Linked DNA regions of Felis catus: region 2 is linked to region 1. A link is a contact called in public Hi-C data. All regions are on one chromosome and are shown on one strand. Each heading gives the region's core, a stretch centred on a gene start, on an enhancer-like site or on the middle of the called end of the contact. The rest is flanking DNA. Distances are from core to core; before and after follow the strand shown. Region 1 overlaps VWF (von Willebrand factor). Region 2 has its middle 31 kb from the start of PLEKHG6.

Region 1 (5,991 bases), core at 1,272-3,771:
TAGTGGAAGGTTCCAGACCCATATAAAATGTACCCAAGGAAATGCCATTAGGAGAGAATAAAGTAACGTTTCCCTGTTTGCCTTACAAATTTCAAGTTTGGCCACACTAGGCACCCAGGCCTTCCCTGACCTATTTTTTTTTAATTTTTTTAATTAAATTTTACTTTTGTGAGAGAGAGAGAGACAGAGACAGAGACAGAGTACGAGTGGGGCAGGGGCAGAGAGACAGGGAGACAGAGAATCCGAAGCAGGCTCCAGGCTCTGTGCTGACAGCTCAGCAGGACTTGAACTCATGAACCATGAGATCATGACCTGAGCTGTAAATGCTTAACTGACTGAGCTACCCAGGTGCCCCCTAACATCCCTACTTAAAATGTAAATGCTCAGACCCTGACACTTTTTGTCCCTTTCTCTGCTTTATTCACCTCCTCAGGATTTCCTTCTAATATACGATATAATTTACTGGTTTGGTTGGTTTATCGTCTGTCTTCCCCCAGTACAACATAAATTAAGTGAGGCAGGGATCCTTGTCTGCGGAGTTTCACAGTTGTAGTCTTGTCCTCTAGAATGGTGCCTCTGGACACTCACTAACTATGTGTTGAACAAATGACTGAGCAAGTTCGTGAATGAATGAGGTTCTTCTGAGGACACAAGCTGAAATGCAATGCCTGTAGTCAAGGCCAGCCCTGACCTGAGCAGCGAAACAGGTGATGTCTTCACTCCCTCCACCTGTGCCTCAGTAGCCTCTCTTTCCTCCTCATTCCCAGACTGTGAGTACCCTCACTCCCCCACAAAGTCCCTCTGGTCACCCCCAGGCCTGCTGTCACACTATCCCCACTAAGGCAGTATCTTCCTCTGTCCCCTGGGTCCTCTTGGCTTGTTCCAGAGGTAGGCTCAGCCCTCAGATCACAAGCACCCTTACTGTGACATGAGAGGTTAGAGAAGGTGGTATGGCCAATGGCAGGGTGGGAGGCACCCTTCCTGAAGACCAGGGTGCAGGAGGTGAGTTAGTCGGGGGTCAGGAGACCTGAGTTTTGATCCTAACTCTGTAACCAAAAGACCATGAGACCAGGGTGAGTTCTTTCTTGCTCCAGAAATGATGGGTTTTATTTCTAACTGCAGAGGAGAGGCTGACAAGAAGCTCTCCGAGATCTTCCTGCGCTATGGTCTTCAACTGAGGTCTTGGGACCCTTTGGGGCATGGAGGTCCCTGAAGCCCTTTCAAGGTGTCCACAAGGCCAAAACTACTTTCCTAATCATACAGAGATGTTATTCAGCTTTTTCCCTCTCATGTTCTTACAAGTGTACAGTGGAATTTTCCAGAGGCTACATGACACATAATGTTGCAAAAGACTGGATGCAGAAGGAGATGCGAGTCTCCAGCTGTCTCCTATTAAGCCAGCCATTAAAGAAATTGGCAGAAATGTAAAACAATAATATTCTTCTCCTTATTTTTCCTTTGGAAAACATAGTTATTTTTCAAAAAAAAATTATTGTTTATGTTAACATGTAGTGGATTTATTATTGTTATTTTTGTTTGGGTTTTTTTCAATTCAAGTGTAATTAGCATGCATTGTTATATTAGTTTCAGGCATACGATATATTATTATTGTTATTTTTTAAGTGAATTCATAAGTATGTATTTTAATTCTCTAATTTCCAACATGGTAAATATTGACAGATACAACCTCTGTAAAAGATCTTGGGGTGTTCAATAATTTTTAAGAGTACAAAGTCATCTGAAGACCAAGAAATGAGAAGCTCTGGTCCAGCAGGAATGACACTGCCAGAGAGCTGATCCCGCTCCAACACCAATCACGTGTGTAGTCCTGGGCACGTGTCCTGACTCACCTGAGCCTGGGTTCCTTCATTTATAAAAATGGCAGTGGCAACCACACTGCCCATCTGCTCTGGAAAATTTCCAGAGAGGAAGCCCTGTTGAAATCTATGGATTGCCACCCAAATGTGACTCTGAGGCCACGGAGAACACAAGGAAGTGGCCCCCCAGACCACAGAGACCCAGGGATGGGGGAGGGATTTGGCAGTTCCCAGGGCAAACTTACTGGGCAGTAGGATGGCTTTCTCCCCCAGGGTGCACAACAGGGGACCTTGGCTGCGAGTTCCAGATGGGCTCTTCCCTTGCTGCCCACAGCGGGCACCCCCTGAGAGACACCCCTGCTCCCCAGCTTTGTTGCAGCCAGGAGGCTGGGCACCGAAGGCTACCTCCTAGCCCTTCAGGAGCCAGCCCAGTCTGGAAGGCCTTGGGGCACCAGAGCCCCAGAAGGGAGAACCCCCAGGGCAAACAAGGGGTGTCCAGACAACAAACACCAGCCTCTCATAAACAAGAGAGGCCTGTTCCTTATTCTGGGGGCGTAGGGCCTGGGGATAGAGGAATTCTTCTCCCACCACATAAAGCCAGAGCTCTGCCAGAGCACAAGAAGAACTTTGTAAGGTCCAGGCTACAGGGAAGCAGTGTTTGGGAGGGCACCTACCATCACCAGCAGCCTCCCACGGCCATCCCAGTCCATCTGTAGGTCCTCCCCATAGCTGAGGCGCACGGACGCCATCACGGTGTGCTGGATGCGGAGGTCACCTGGAACAGAGCAGGGACAGGATTTAGGCTGAGATGGGGAGAGGGCAGGGTGGTGACAGGCAGATGTATAGTGGGAAGAGACGGGGTATCTCACGAAGGACTGTAACAATGAAATCAAGGAGTTGGGGGCAGATGGGGATGTCCATGAGGCTTAACGGGGTCTCAGGAGAAAGGATAATCAGGATGTAGTACAAATTGGGTGCCGTAGAAAGGTGCCCCTGTACCCTGGCCGTAGCCTGCCATTCACTCCACTGCCACAAGAAGGCGGCAGAGGCTTCTGCATCCTTGGCTTCTGAGGCTCTGCCTCCCATTGAACCCCTGACCCCTGAGTATTCCCCAAGCCCTTCTGGCCTTGCACCCCACTTCTAGGCTGAGTTACTCAGTCGTCATGTCTGAGCGATGCTGTGTGGTTGAATACAGTAGTTCTCACTGGAGACGAGGTAGGAGACATAATCTCTTGCCCTGGAGGAAGGTACCTCATGGGGAGACTCAGACAGCATTAAACACAGGTGGATGTGCTGTGGTCAATGACAGGATAATGGGCCACATGGTCCATGAAGGTCATGGGAAAGAAATAGGAAGGATCTGACAGCCACTTTGAGGGTGAAGGTGGCAATTACGCTGCTCAAAAGGGTGTGGTGCCAACTGGCAAAGTCACTGGACAGGTCGGCTCTTCCCACAGGTCACAGGGTCGCCTGGCTTTGCCCCACGATATCCTCTGGTCTGACGCATCATCAGCCACCCCCTAACCTCTCCACGTCAGCCTCTGCTCCTTTCCCACCTCAAAGGAGAGCTCCAACCACCGGGCCCAACCTTCAACTCGCCCCTTTGGCTCAAGCCAAGTGAAAACCTTCTTGGTCCCCTTTCCCCCTCTGCGCCCTTTCCATGCCAGAGAGCAGCTCCCTTGCCTCCAGCCAGCTTCCTCCACCCATCCTCCTCCTCCTCCAGGAAGCCTTCCTTTCTTGAAAGGATGCATGCCGAGGATAGAGGATACCCACCCCTCCGAAGCTAGCTCTCCTCACAGAAGAGGTGGGCAGTGAGCACTGCTGAGGGGCAGGAGCTCTGTAGGTGAGCTGCACCCGCCCCAGGCCTGGAGGAGGAGGGAGCACACCTTGCAGGAGAGGGATCTGGACGTCCTGGCCATCCATGGAGACTCCTCCCCCATGCTTCAGCTTCACAAGGCTGTTGTGCAGTCTGGGCAGGCGGACAGTGACAGAGCGGGTGCAGACAGCATCAGGGTCATCAGCGCACTGCCAAGAGCGGCACACAGAGTGATGTCACCACAACCCCAGCCCAGTGCCCCAGCCCAGGACCCATTTCCTCAGAGAAAGAGCACAGCCCCACACAGCATCTGGCCTTCTTAGGAGAAGCAGCTCCATTCTGATGGAGCGGTCTCTGTGAGTGGGCCCCTGGAGGTGTGCCAGAACACGGCCCTGAGCCCAGCTCCCCACACCCTTTCCCAGTCCTGCTCCAGTCTTTATAAAGAACTCTTGGGCCTATGGTTCCAAAGCCAGTCTGGGACTTCAATCCTCAGCGGGGAGCCCTGTGCCCTCTAGACTTCCCCTCCTTGCTTCGGTCTCTGGAGCATGTACCCCAGCAGCTCACGAAGGAAACGGGACCACCTTGCCCCAACCCCGGTCACAGCTTCCTGACTTGTGGCAGGCAAGCTCACCTGGACAGTCTCTATGACAACAGAGAAGGTGTGGTCCTGGCAGTCCTGCGCCAGCAGATACTGGCAGACTCCACTGAAGGTGAAGTACCTGTTGTCAAAGCTCTTGAAGTGGGATTGTCCTGTGACGAGACACTCCCCTGGAGGGACACAGAGGAGGGAGGTAAGAGCAGTAGGAGGTGCGGAAGCCCCTCGGAGGTGGCAAAGGTGGAATGCACATGCAACCCAGGCACCCCAAGTGGAAACTCCAGATGTTCTTTCCCCACACCAGTCTGAAAACGTGTTCCACAGGAGGACTCTAACTCGGGTCCCTCTCCTCAGTCCGTGAGAGGTCACAGTAGGATCTTCGGGTCAATGTCTCACTTTATGGAAGGGAGGACTAAGGGAAGTGACAGCCACATGCAGTCAGTGGTGGAGCCCAGCCCAGAGCCCGCAGCTCCTTGTTCTCAGTTCACTGTGACTCCCAGCCCTTCCCTACAGCCGCCCCACAGGATCTGGCTCTGCTGGGGTCAGGTGTTGCTTGGTCCAGGAACAGGCCTTTCTCTGCACTGGTGTTGTGGGGGGGGGGGGGGGGGCCACAGGGCACAGCCCCACCCACGAGAGTTCCCTAAGGCAAGCAGGCTAAAAGGCCAGCCCAGATGGGGGACAGAGGAGGGGTGAGGCAGGCATTCTCTGAGCTCAGCAGGGCAGAGACCAAGGTGCCATCCTCACCCCGCAGCTGAGGGGTGGCCCTAAGGTCTCCTCGTGGGCAAGTCCCCTGTTGTGACTTCAGTTGGGGCCAATGGGGGGCCAGGAGGCCATCTGCCCATGATCTCACCACCATCCAAGCCAGCTTCCTAGCTCAGGCTGACACATCTGTGGGTGGGTACGAGGACACCCCTTTGTTGCCCCGCAACTCGGAGCCCTCAGCTCACCCTCCACCTGAACCCCCCTCCATCCTCCCCCAGACCACAATCCAGCCATGCCATTGGCCCAGTGAACCACAGACCAGAGATCACACATCCTGGCAAATGTCCATGCAAGGGGGACCTCTGCCAATGTCTCCAGTGATTCCCTACAGGCCCCGCCCCAACTCAGGGCAATCCCATCTCCGGGACCCACAATGGACCCATTGAAGCTAAAGTGTGGATCTGGATCTCTTCCCAAATCTCTTTTTATGTATTTCCTCTCATCTGTGCCTTCTACTCTTTAGAAAAATAAATATAGACACACACCATGGCCATTCCATAAAGTAGGGGGCCCTCCTTCCTACTCAGTCACCCTTGACCTCCAAACAGCAGACATCTGTTCTCCACAGCACTAATCCTGTCTAAACCTGAAGTTCCTCTTACAAGGATCTTATAGCCAGTCCCACCTCGACCCATCCCCAGGGGCTGATGCTGGGCTCAGTCGCATGGTCAGTGGGTTCCCAGAGACTGCAGGGAGATCTCTGCTCCCCATCTGCCCAAGACAAGTTCCACAGCAACCCCCCCTCCCCCCGCCACCGCCTCCTGCCTCTCATGCCTGCATTTTCACTGAAGGGTACAGCAGGCACAGCTTTGGCCCAGGTGTGGCCCTGCCTTTGGTATGTGTTGGAAGGCAGGGGTAAGGGAGAGTAGCCTCAGGTTACTGAGTGTCCTCTGACTAGTCCCCAGGGCAGCTGACCCTTCCAAAATGGCATGGGCCAGGAAGCTACACTCAGCCCAGAAGAAATTAGGAGAAAATAGGGAGGCCCAGATCATTATTGGCAT
Region 2 (6,185 bases), core at 1,786-4,285, 190 kb after region 1:
TCCATTTGTCTAGTCTTCTGTTGAACCACTCTATTGAATTTTTTAGTTCAGTAATTGTATTCTTCAGTTCTATGATTTACGTTTAGTACTTCCTTATATTTTCTATCTCTTTGTTGAAATTGTCACCGTGTTCATTCATTGTTCTTCTAACTTTAGTTAACATCTTTATGGTCTTTTTTTTTTTTTTTTCGGAATTGTCTATACAGTAAATCCCTTATCTCTATTTCATTAAGGTCTGTTTCTGGAGTGTTGCATTGTTCTTTTGTTTGCAACATATTCCTTTGTTTCTCCACTCCTCTTGACTCTTTGCATTGGTTTCTGCACATTAGATAAAACAGACTTCATTCCCAGTCTTGAAAGATTGGTAAGGTAGGAGATGAACCTTATTGTTCAACCCAGCCTGAGCCTTTAGTTGTCTCTCAAAATTATGTGACTTTCCAAGCCACCTTCCTTGCTCTTAGTGGCTCCCAGTAGTTTAGCATGTGCCAAGACCTGTTAGTGCCCAAAGGGGAGGATTTTAATCAGCACCTAGATGCAAACTTATTGGCAGCTTTTAAAGTATCAAATAAATCTCCTTCAGGCAAAGACTGAGAGATGGACATTTCTGTCTGCTCTCTCTCAGTCCTAAAGGGATAGCTAGTTAAGAACTGTTTCTCTTTCTTTCTTTCTTTCTTTCTTTCTTTCTTTCTTTCTTTCTTTCTTCTTTCTTCTTTTTTTGCTACAGTCCTGTGGGATTCATGAACACAAGCGCTGGCCACCAGAGCCAAATGATCAATGGCCACGTCCTCTAGGTGGCACCTACAAAAGCCAGGGCACCAAACATGTACACGAGCTCCTTCCAAGGAGACACGGGCTACTTGGAGCAGGCCAGAGGGAGAATACCGAGAGAGCCTTGCCAGGGTTCCCATCTCCACTTTCTGGGAGGATAACAGTTAGCTCCCAGATGTGTGCTAAATTAGAAGGCTGACCCTCAGGCAGCAGACTTTAAAGTATCCAAATATGCTTCTTTCTGGGAAATATGGAGGTGGACATTTTCTCTGCTCCCTCTGCACTGAGCCCTGGGGGAGGGGAGGGGAGGTTTCTCCTTAAGGACCATTGCTTTGTTTCCTATAGTCTTGTGGGTCCTATGGATGCAAGCCCCATTGGTTTTCAGAGCTCAGTATTTTGGGACCCTAGCCCTCAAGTGGAAGTCTTAGAAGTTAGGGTATAAGATACTGGGTCCAAACCCTTTGCTCCTTGGAGAGAAGTTGGGAATTGTGAATTCTATCTGCATGTTGCTGTGCCACGGTGGGAGGTAAGGGTTACAGCAAGAGTGTACCCCAGTCTTTCCAACCTATTTTGAGGTGGGTATTTTCCCATTTATCTACTGTATAGAAGTCACTGATTTGATTTCTGGATTTCTTTCAGAGGAAGCTGCTCTACATGTAACTGTAGATTAAGTGAGTCCATGGGAAGAGGGGAGTTCAGGAGCCTCCTATGTTGCCATCTTGGACCAGACAGAACCTGACTGTTCTTAATACAGTCTGTTACACTGCATTCAATTTCACCAATATGGAATTGATTATAAAAGATCCACTCTAAAGACTCCTAGGAGCAACATTTGTTGAATTTATAAGGAGCTTTTGCTTTCCTGATCAACTACCCATGAGATCAGATACACTAAGGAAACAATAGGAGATTCGGCTGCTAATAGCAGTGGAAGCAGAGCAAGTTTGTGTTGGGGTCAGGGGGTTCAGTGGGGCTCTCCAGAGGCTTCCTTGGAGGCCTAAGGGCTGGTACAAGAGACCCTAAATGTTAGGTCAGGCACAGAAAAGAAAGCGAGATGTCATAGCAAATCACTTCCCCCTTGTTCACTCTGCTCCAAACAAACTGGGCTTTTTATTGTGTCTTACTGGTGCCAGGCAGGTTCCAGCTACAGAGCCTTTGTCCTGGCTCTTCCCTCTGTGTTTATCACTCTCCTCTTCCAAAAACTTCAGAGACCTCACTGTTCCTTCAGGTCTGCGTAAATGTCATCTTCTCAATAAGGCTTACCCCAAACACCCCACATAACACTTCAATAACACCTGCCCCAGCCACTTCTTATCTCCTTTATCCTGCTCTTTTTTTTTGTATGGCACCCATCATCTTCTAATATTATATATACATATAATTTATTGTCTGTCACTCTGCCTGAGGGGGATCTTTGTCTATTTTGTTCATGAATATATCGCAAGCACCTAGAATGGTGCCTGGAACATAGTCGGTACTCGGGAAGTAGTCACTGAATGGTGAATACATTTATTCACCAGATATTTAGATATTTATTTAAGCCTACCCTTCACCAGGCCAAATGCCACCCATGTCTACACAATGAAGACAAACACAGCCCTTGAATTTATGAAGCTAAGTCAAGCTTGTGATCTGACGAAACGAAGACACGTTGAGAAATGAATGACTAGATCATGTGCTCACCTTCCTAGGAAGGGTGGCCTCTTTACAGATAAGCTTTTTAATTCAGAGAAATGGCCTCTGACTTCAGAATTACAGCCTGGCTATTTCTGAGCAGGGTAGACTTCTGGGTATGTCTCAGATTACACGGAGGCGGAGGCGGCTACCCCTCCCACACAGCCAGCCTGCAGGAGCCCTGACCACAAAGAAAGGAGTGCTGAGACAGCTACCTTCCTTCCTCATTGTTAGATATATCAGCCAGGGTCTCAGCGGCAAGCAGAGAATGCATCCAGAAGGGGTGACCGAGAAGACTGTGATGCAGAGGCTAACCATGGAGGAACAGGCAGGGCTGAAGAAAACCAACGAGAGATGGTGAAGCACTCTGGGGCTAGAAAAAGCTAGAAGCCACTGCCACTCTGAGGCATAAAGAAGCAAGGGGAAGGGAGCAGGAGCCAGCAAGTCCTGGCGCTTCAAGGGAGGGCTACCTGACAGGAGCTGTGGCCTTCAGGAAAGGAACGAAACCACTGCCAATCAGCAGCCCAGTGGCAAGTGAGCCAGGGGAGGGGGATGAGTGCCCTTCCCATTCTCGTCTCAGCCTCCAGGTCCTGGGGTGCCTCCAGTGGGCTGACTGGAAGCCAGACAAGAGCCCACTAGCAGAGGTCCACAAAGGTCAGCCCACTGGGGTGCAGAGTAGGTGGAGAAGGGTGGAAAGCGAGTACAGAGGGGCAAACGGAATATCTAGCACACCCTCTTTGTCTTCCTTTGAGCAGGCTGGGAAACTGAGGCACGAGCAGCTAAACCTAGAGAATCCGTACTCCATACCAGGCATGGGCTTGAGGTATTAGAGTACAAGACAAAGGCACAACAAACATTGTTCAGTTCTGAGAAGAGGGGAAACAGCAGTGTGCTTGTCTGGCCATCACCACGGCAACCACTGCATTGCCTTTCAGACCCAAGCTCCAGGAATGGCTAGAAGTCACTTTTTCCATCACCCACCCATTCCATTCCTGTCCTTCTTTCCTTCCTCCTCAGTCCCAGAGTAATTTCCCTTGTTGCATCCATTCCCAAAGAGAGTTTTTCTGAGAACAATGGATGGCAGCTGGGGGGGGGGGGGTGCGTTTGGGCAGGGACAAATGATGTTACGTTGGAGAAGAAATAACAGAATGAGGTGGCACAGGGGGTGCCTGAGAACCCAGGGTGAAAGAGAGCGGGTTATGGGGGAGCCATCTGTGAGGGCTGATCTGGAAACCTAACATGTTCAGACTGTCGTCAATAAGCAACTTTTACTGTGTTGGCAACATAAGGACATATCAAACCATGGCTCCCTGCCTCTGCCCCCGGCCAGTGAAATGGAAAAAGGAAGGCTTTCACTTGTCATTCCTTTTCAGTGCACCAAAAAAGGTTACCAGTGAGCAGCAGATTCTAGAAGAGCATGGCACCAGCTCTCCCTTCAGAGGAAACTACTTGAAAAAGGATGTGCCTTTTTGCTTAAAAAAATAAATAAAAAATAAAAAAGCAGAAGAACAGGGGCAGCTGGGTGGCTCAGTTGGTTAAGCATCTGACTCTTGATTTGGGCTCAGGTCATGATTTCACAGTTCATGAGATTGAGCCCCACATCAGCCTCTGCACTGACAGCGTGGAGCCTGCTTGGGATTCTCTCCCTTTCTCTTTCCCTGCCCTTCCCCAGCTCATGCACACCCACACTCTATAAACAAACAAACAAACAAACAAACTTTAAAAAAAAGAAAGCAGGGCACCTGGGTGGCTTGGTCAGTTAAGTGTCTGACTTTGGTTCAGGTCATGATCTCATGGTTCATGAGTTCAAGCCCCGCATCTGGCTCTCTGCTGCTATCAGCACAGAGCCTGTTTCAAATCCTCTGTCTCCCTCTCTCTGTGCCCCTCCCCTGCTCACTCTCTCTCAATCTGTCTCTTCAAAATAAATAAACATTAAAATAAATAAATAAATAAATAAATAAATAAATAAATAAATAACAAATATATAAATGAATAGATAGATAATAAAAAGCAAAGAAACAGGGAAGGGGCCATCGTCTCATCTGGTGACCACTATATGACACCCTTTTTTGATGCTGGTGCCTAAGAGGCCTCCTTGCCTGGGACGATCCTCCTGAGCTGGGTTACTATAGAAATCAGGGTGAGGGGTGGCCTGTCAATGCAGTCTCTCTCCCTCAGGCCTTCCCCCCAAAGAGTATTTATTCTCTGGTCGTTAATGCCACACTGTCCCTCTGAAATTCCAAAGCATACACAGGTTATAGTACTCAGTGTTTACCCAGCATTACCCACTTCTTTTTCTATGTAGATGGCCTTACCTCCCAACAAAAGGCCTAGAACCTCCATACACCTAACTCCACACCTGGTACATAGGGTAAGCTCTCAGTGAGTACATTCTGATTCAATGAGGAAGGGAGGCACATTTCTAGGATGTACCATAGTCAAGGACTCTACTATCAGCTGCTGACATCTTGAGCATTCCCTACGAATACTGCCAACCAGGAAAGAGAAAGCTCACTTTATCCAACTCAATGAATATAGATGACATTGGTGTCACGATTGATTTGCAGTCACAAAAGCACACCTTTGCAGACTACCTCACTTGAACCACACAGGAAGCCTTGTGACCATTTCACAGATACAGAAATTGAGGATCAGAGAGGTGAAGTGATATGACCCAGGGCACACAGTTAATTCAGTGCACGGGTCCCTAGTCTCCTCACTCAACACCAACTATACAGCATGTGCATCTAACATCCAGGATAACACTCAGGATCCAAAGGCAAGCAAAAAAGGCTATCAAGCTCAGAGATGACAGATATAACTTTACTCCAGGGTGGAATATGACACTGAAAGAGAGGGATCAACAATGTGACCCAGGGGAAGGGAAGAAGCAATCACTTTATCCAGCTCACATGTCTTGATAACACAGTCTATTGGAGATCTGAGGAAAGAAGACAGATATGAGAGGTCACTAACATCCTGTGGCTGCCAACATGGCTAGCCTGAGCCCTCAGAGTTCAAGGGTCCCAGGTCCAGGTGACAAGCTCAGAGGAGTGACCGACCACCTGGCCCAGGACCAGTGAGAAGTGAACCCCACCAGGGTGGGGGTGGTGGTGAGAATGCTCGGGCCTGCTAAGGGGAGAAATTCTGTAAACTGAGGTAGGGGCCAGGAGAGGTTGAGAAGGGACGCAACTCCAAAAGACTGACCCAGATGCTTCCATTGGAAAAACTGGGGACACTATTGAAAGCCAGTTAGAAGAAAGTGGGTTCTACACCAGAGGTTTGCAAACGTAGCTGCACAAGAAAATTGCTGGAGCTCCGTCTTAAAAATTACAGATTCCTGGGGCCATCTCAACCCTGCTGATTCAGTCTTTGGAGACTCAGTGGTGCTCAACGTCCTCTGCACACCAGAATCATCCCAACGTCCAGGCTGACCCCCAGATCTATTCAATCAGAATCTCTAGAGGGTAGAACCCAGGCTCTCTTCAAGTCCACTGGGTATCAGCATATGAGCAAGGCTGAGAATCTCTGCTCTCCAATGGGCTGGGGATCTGTGTGTTTCACATGCTCCCCAACTGATTCTAACTCCAAGTCCACTTCACTCTTTTGACAAGTATTTGGGAAACCCTGCTAAAGGCACCTTTCCTTAAAGGTGAAAGTGTGGCCTACCCAACCAGCGGGGATAATGGTGGAGGCAGGAGACCAGGTACTGGGACAACACAGATGGTCAACAGTGGGACAAG

Evidence for each region. A called contact is a pair of places that touch in the nucleus more often than the background predicts.
Region 2: a contact with region 1 is called in a Hi-C map of skin fibroblasts, with 4 times the contacts expected there. The contact joins two enhancer-like sites. A contact is called at or near these places in 2 of 3 Hi-C or Micro-C datasets (fibroblasts and skin fibroblasts).

Annotation. Positions count from the first base shown.
Region 1 is chrB4:41,297,245-41,303,235 of F.catus_Fca126_mat1.0, forward strand. VWF (von Willebrand factor) reads right to left here. Exons shown (of 52, transcript NM_001246279.1): 11 at 4,265-4,401; 12 at 3,704-3,842; 13 at 2,492-2,592. Among named protein-coding and RNA genes, the nearest start is that of VWF, 49 kb to the right of the region's middle. Within about 2 kb of position 2,522, at least 2 of the 10 cell types and tissues checked have an H3K27ac peak or open chromatin away from gene starts, as enhancers often do.
Region 2 is chrB4:41,485,711-41,491,895 of F.catus_Fca126_mat1.0, forward strand. No RefSeq gene overlaps it. Among named protein-coding and RNA genes, the nearest start is that of PLEKHG6, 31 kb to the right of the region's middle. Within about 2 kb of position 3,036, at least 3 of the 10 cell types and tissues checked have an H3K27ac peak or open chromatin away from gene starts, as enhancers often do.